Regions from separate parts of the Rattus norvegicus genome. Here region 1 is linked to region 2. The links are chromatin contacts, called in public Hi-C maps. All regions are on one chromosome and are shown on one strand. Each heading gives the region's core, a stretch centred on a gene start, on an enhancer-like site or on the middle of the called end of the contact. The rest is flanking DNA. Distances are from core to core; before and after follow the strand shown.

What was found. A called contact is a pair of places that touch in the nucleus more often than the background predicts.
Region 1: a Hi-C map of the A7r5 cell line shows a contact between it and region 2, with 2.0 times the contacts expected there. The contact joins the enhancer-like site here to the promoter of Cul5 in region 2. A contact is called at or near these places in 3 of 12 Hi-C or Micro-C datasets (the A7r5 cell line, the Rat2 cell line and frontal cortex).

Annotation. Positions count from the first base shown.
Region 1 is chr8:63,099,242-63,102,063 of GRCr8, reverse strand. It overlaps Slc35f2 (solute carrier family 35, member F2), which reads right to left. Exons shown (of 8, transcript NM_001395734.1): 8 at 2,273-2,822. Among named protein-coding and RNA genes, the nearest start is that of Sln, 39 kb to the left of the region's middle. Within about 2 kb of position 1,288, at least 4 of the 93 cell types and tissues checked have an H3K27ac peak or open chromatin away from gene starts, as enhancers often do. A contact at or near this core is called in the A7r5 cell line, where this site is marked.
Region 2 is chr8:62,961,272-62,964,192 of GRCr8, reverse strand. It overlaps Cul5 (cullin 5), which reads left to right and starts at 1,622. Exons shown (of 19, transcript NM_022683.1): 1 at 1,622-1,788. The coding sequence starts at 1,765.

The DNA.
Region 1 (2,822 bases), core at 39-2,538, 140 kb before region 2:
TTGAGGCTATGCCCAGAAACTAAGTGATTCCGCGTGGATGAAATGGCACATCACCATAATTATGATAGAAAACAGAGTCGTGCCTGGCCATACAGAAGACCTTGAGGAGACAAATGTTTACATTAAAGCTTCCTTAACTGGCAGGCTCTGCTACTGCAGAGAAAAGGATGCTCTCAAGCCAGGCTTTTCCACAGAAATCTTCCCAGCGGCTCTCACAGGGTGAATGGCTCAGTGTCTCCTCAGGACCAGGCCTTCTTTCTCCCCTGTTGCCTACTGTCTGGGGCCTTGATGCTGGCTTTGATGCTGACCTTGATGCTGGCTACAGGTTAAAACTGGATTCCATTTGCCCCTTATCCATCCGTCTCCGTATGAGTGAAATGTGTCTCAATTCTTCCACGACCCCACCCCACAACGGTTACCCTGGGACAATCCTTTCTGAGTGAAGTCCTGATAATATGCCCATTAAAACAAACACTAGCCGGTTAAGGTAGTGCATATCCTGGTTCCCAGCACATGGGGAGGCACATGTGGACCTCTGTGAGCTAATGGCCAGCCATCACTACATAGGGTGACCCTGTCTAAAACGAAGCCAAAATCCATCAGACTAGTGAGATGGCTCAGCCGGTAAAGTGAAAACATTAGAACCCGGGTTGGGATTTGGAACTCCCACATAAAAGTTGGGCTTTGTCACAATTATCTGTAACCTCAGGTCTGGGAGGCAGGGACAGGCACATCAGTCCTGGGGCTGACTGACCAGCAAAATGAAACAGTGTTCCAAGGTGAGAGGGAGGGAGGGAGGGAGGGAGGGAGGGAGGGAGGGAGGGAGGGAGGGAGAGAGAGAGAGAGAGAGAGAGAGAGAGAGAGAGAGAGAGAGAGAAAGAGAGGGAGAGAGAAAGAGAGGGAGGGAGGGAGAGGGAGGCTGTTTCAAAAACTAAGGTGGAAAGCAATACAACCTAATATCAGCCTCTGGGGTCTGCTCACATGGAGGCACATGGGCAAACAGGTCTGCACACAAATGTATACCCACCTTTACACACACCCCTGTCTCCATCTTCTCTCTCCCACCCCCCAGTTTAAAATTCCCTTAACAAACAATATGGAAGCAATAAAAAATGAGATTGCTAGCACAAGTAGTCCTGGGGCCACCCCCTAGAAACACCACTGATTAAATATATATATCAGTTGGCTGTCAGATACCTTGGTATCAGGGGGGAGAAATGTTATCTGCCCATCCAAACACAGCAATAACGATTGCATCAGCCCTTCTCTAAATTGTTGCCACATCCAGTTACATAGTGTATCCACACGGGGGAGCCAACGAGCAATTCCTTCATATTGTTCATTAGGCGTTGGGGTTTGAATGGGTTTTGAGAGGTTCTAGAACCTTTGGAAATGTGGCCTACCTGGCATTGATGCAGGTAAAAAACAAAAACCCAAACTGAAAGGGCAGTTTAAATGGCTCGTGGAGAATGAGAGACTATTTCATTCCGAAACATTTTACACTCAGCATGGTCATTCAAAAATACAAACTGTTGATTGCTGCAAAGGACACATGTGCACACTCGGACCCAGCGTAGCCCCCAAGCAGATAGGTCATGTCTGCCTTGCCTCACCTGATTCTGAAAAGCTGCATAGGAAGGAGAACGTGAATGCACCAAGCTGTGTAATATCTCCAGGGGGAAGCAGAATGGTGCTGCACAGCTGTAACCCTGGCACTCAGGAGTCTGAGGCAGGAGGATCAGAAGTTCAAAACCAGCCTGGGTCATACAGTAGGGCAGTCTCACAAAAAACAGGGGCTGAGGAGATGGCTCAGTGGGTAAGGCGCTTGCCACACAAGTGTGAGGAGTGAGTTCTAATCCCCAGAATCTATGCAGAGCCAGGCAATGAATGAAGGAGATTCCATAATGCCAGCGTTAACTGAGGGGAGACTGACGGTGTCCCAGAAGCTTGTGGGTCAGCTAGCCTGAAGCTACCCTTCAGGGGACAGCAAAGAGACTCTGCCTCAAACAAGGGAGAAGGTAAGAAATGATACTCTCTGCTGTCCTCAGATCTCCATTTAAGATCTGAGGCGTGTGCATGCCCACACCCACACATATGTGAATGCATGCATGCATACATACATACATACATACATACATACATACATCACATGCACGCAGGCATGCACACACACACGCGCTTGCTCAAAGACAAAAACAGGAATCAAACACTCGGATAGAGCTCCACAGGGAACCGGGGTTAATCTCAAACCAATATACACTGTGTGACTCTATTTCCATGAGTTTAAAGTCTTTTAATAATATGAACACTTACCCCAAATTTCTTTATTATACCTATACAAAAACCATTTACATAGAGTTTTCTAAAGGTGACATCCTGGTGGCTGACATTATGCTGAAGCTGCATGTTCACGCCGTGCTGCGGAAGTGTCAGAAACCCACGAGCATCATAAACTGGTGTAAACAAGGAAGACACTCTCCTCTCAGTCAGGATTCCAGAAGCCCAGCACCGACCTACTTTAGTGTTTCTGGTTTGGAACCACTGCTCACTGCTCCTTTCTTCCATGGGAAATGATTAGCATTTTGTTTCCATTTTAATGATAATGCTTTTTTTTTTCCCAACCAGAGACAGCAACCAACTTCTCAAGCTCTTGTCCTGCTAGGAGAACTTGCAGCAGGTAAATTCTCTAAACTGTGGCTTAGCGAGGTAAGGACAATGGGGATGACTATTCCTGGGCACCAGGGACATTTTTAAAAGGGTAACAGGAGTGTATTTGCTTGGGAGAACTTTCAGGATGTAGTGTGGGGCTGAATGTGGGATGC
Region 2 (2,921 bases), core at 373-2,872:
ACACAGAGCCCCCTAAGTGCCAGAGTACCAGTGCTCTAAAACTGGGCCATTTCGCCAGTCTTTATATTTAATTTTTGCAAAAGCGCTGTGATTTAGATGTTTTAATACTAATTTCACCAACAAGAGAACTAAGGCTCATTGTGGTCAAGTAAAGCATTCAAGGTCTGAGAAGTAGATCTTAACTCATTTTAAGCATTGTGTGGCGCTAATTGGTCTGGAAGTCAGAGTGCTGAAATTAAAGGTATGTTCCACCACACCCTGCCCGAAGCAGAGATAAGGAAATTTTGGCCATTTCGGAGGGGAGCACATACCTATAATTCTACCAGTCATTCTGGAGGCAGAGAAAGGCAGATCTCTGTGAGTTCTAGGTCAACCTGGTCTACATAGAGAATTCTTGGCCTTCCAAGAATAACATAGAAAGACCGCTTCAAACAAAGCTACCTGGAATGCTTGGGGCAAAAGGAGATTTCAGGCTTAATATATGAAATAAAATCCTTCAGAGTAGAGCCTGAAAGTCTGCTTTTCTAATTAGCACCTCAGATTAAGATGAACAATGTATTAGCAATGTTTGAGAAGCTTTTGGTTTTTTTGTAGCCCTGGCTGTCCTGGAGCTTGCTCTGTAGATCAGGTTGCCCTCAATCTTACAGAGATCCTCCTGCCTCTGCTTTGAGTACTGGGATTAAAATTGTGGAACAGTGAGAGATGAGTTTCAAAGAAACAAGTTTGACACCAGGTGGTGGTTTCCCACACCTTTAATTCCAGCACTTGGGAGCCGAGGCACCTCCAGTATAGCCAGGGCTATATAGAGAAATTCTGTCAAAAACCAACCAACCAAAGAAACAAACAAACAAAACCCAAAAAGAACAGTGCTAGGAACTTGCGTAATGCATTAAATTACAGCTAAACGGAGATAACCCTGTATAAATTATATTGTCTTCCCTTGATCAGAGATTTGTGATCTGAAGCGATGCAATTTGGAGAAAATACTGTAGGGTGCTCTAGGATATGTCTTAAGGAGTCCAAGATTAATAATCACTTCTTGAACAAGCCGGGCATTCTTTTTTTAGCGGAATAACAGCAGGTTTGTGCATCAGTCACCAAACAAATAATATACCGGGCGCCTTCTCCATGTCAGCATTTGCGGAGGACAGCAGTAAAAAGCCTTCCAGGCTAATCTAATCCAGAGCTCTGAATAGCAATCCCGATCTGGGGCGAGCGCGTGAGGGCTGCTCCGGCTCCAGCCAGCAGAGGGCGCACTCCCACCCTCCGCGCGGCCTCGGGACCCAGTGGCTTGCTATCGCCTGGGTTGCTCCCGAGCACGCCCCCGCCCGCCGCGTCACGTGACACCGCCACGGAACCTGAGGTGCGGGCCCTAAGCCGAGCTAAAGTCGTTGCTGGCGGCCGGGGCGGGTGCAACCCCAGAGGCAGAACCGAAGACGAGTTGGGGAGGCCCGGGGAAGTCGATACTACCTCTTCCCGGTCAGGTCGGCTCCCTGTCCCTTCCCACCATTCGCCGCTCGCGTCTCTTTAAGCGTTTGCATGCGCTCTCTCGCGTGGGCAGGCCGGGGTGACCATGTAGCGGGAAAGCCCGAGGAAGCACGGGTGCCTGGGACGAGCTCAGCGCTGACGGCACGCCGCTCCGGCGTCCCCTGCATCCCTCGCTGCGGCCTGCGGGGTCCTGCTGGGAACCCCGGCCTCTCGAGGAGGCCTGGCCCCGAGAGCCGCCAAGTCTCGCCGCGTCTCGCGAGAGTCCAAGTTGAGAACATGGCGACGTCTAATCTGTTAAAGGTAAGCCCCTGACTGCAGCCCGGCTTCTGCTCGGTGACCGACGCGTTCAGCTCCTGGGGAAGGACCGGGCTCCGTGTGAGCAGCGAGATGTGAGAGTGTTTCGGGGTTGTCCACCGGAACGGGAGCCGGGGTGGCTGTTGCCCGAGCACACGGACGCCGGGCCCTGGCCTCGGGGTCCAGAGGATCTGGTGGTTCCTCCCGCCGGCTGATTGACTGACTCGGAGCGATGCTTTCAGGGGATCAACCCAGGCTGGAAGCGAGAGCAGTGTTGCTGGGCCCGCACCAACCCGCCATTGTGACTCTTGGGGTCCGTTTCTTCTGGATGGAGTGTCAAAGACATAACAGGGAAAAAAAATCCCAACAAAATGCTACCTAGCAGGTTTCAGTGGCTTAACTCCCAACCCCATTTTTTAATTTCTGTTCACACTCTGGTCTGCAGGAAATGCGAGCCAGACAGCAGTGCCTACCACTTCACCCCCTTTCTCCCTTTTCTGAATGTTACACCTTCCCTTCAGTTCTCTCACGCTTGACTTCCTATTTCCACCTCTCTTCTTTCTTTCCTTCCTTCTTTCTTTCTTTCTTTCTTTCTTTCTTTCTTTCTTTCTTTCTTTCTTTCTTTTTTTTCCTTGAGGAACTGTCTCCCAGCCCCGACCTCCCATGTAGGACATCAGGTGGCATCCGATAAAGTTCTACCATTCTTTTAGAGTGTAGAAGAGTTTTCATTAAAGAAAGCATTGAGAAGTTTTTAAATACCAGGAGAGGCTCAGGGCAGGCAGATTGATAAAAAATGAGGACTATGATAAAGACATGAGTCAAGTTTGTGTTTTTAGTAAGAATTCTGTCCTAAAGCACTAGCTGAAATGGGGCTAGTGATGACCTGAGGGGACATAAACATATGTTCTCAGGCTGTGTGAATGAATAATAATAATAATAGAAAAGGCTCCTCTCCCCTAAAAGGGGTCTCATTGACCCCATCTTGGCCAGAACTTTCGATGTAGCCCAACTGGCCTCGAACTCACAGAAATCCTTTGTCTGCACTGAGATTGAAGGCCTGCAACACCACTTGAGGGGTTCCTTAAAAGGTCTTCCTGAATTTCTATCTCTTGGGTTTTTGAGACAGGGTTTCTCTGTGT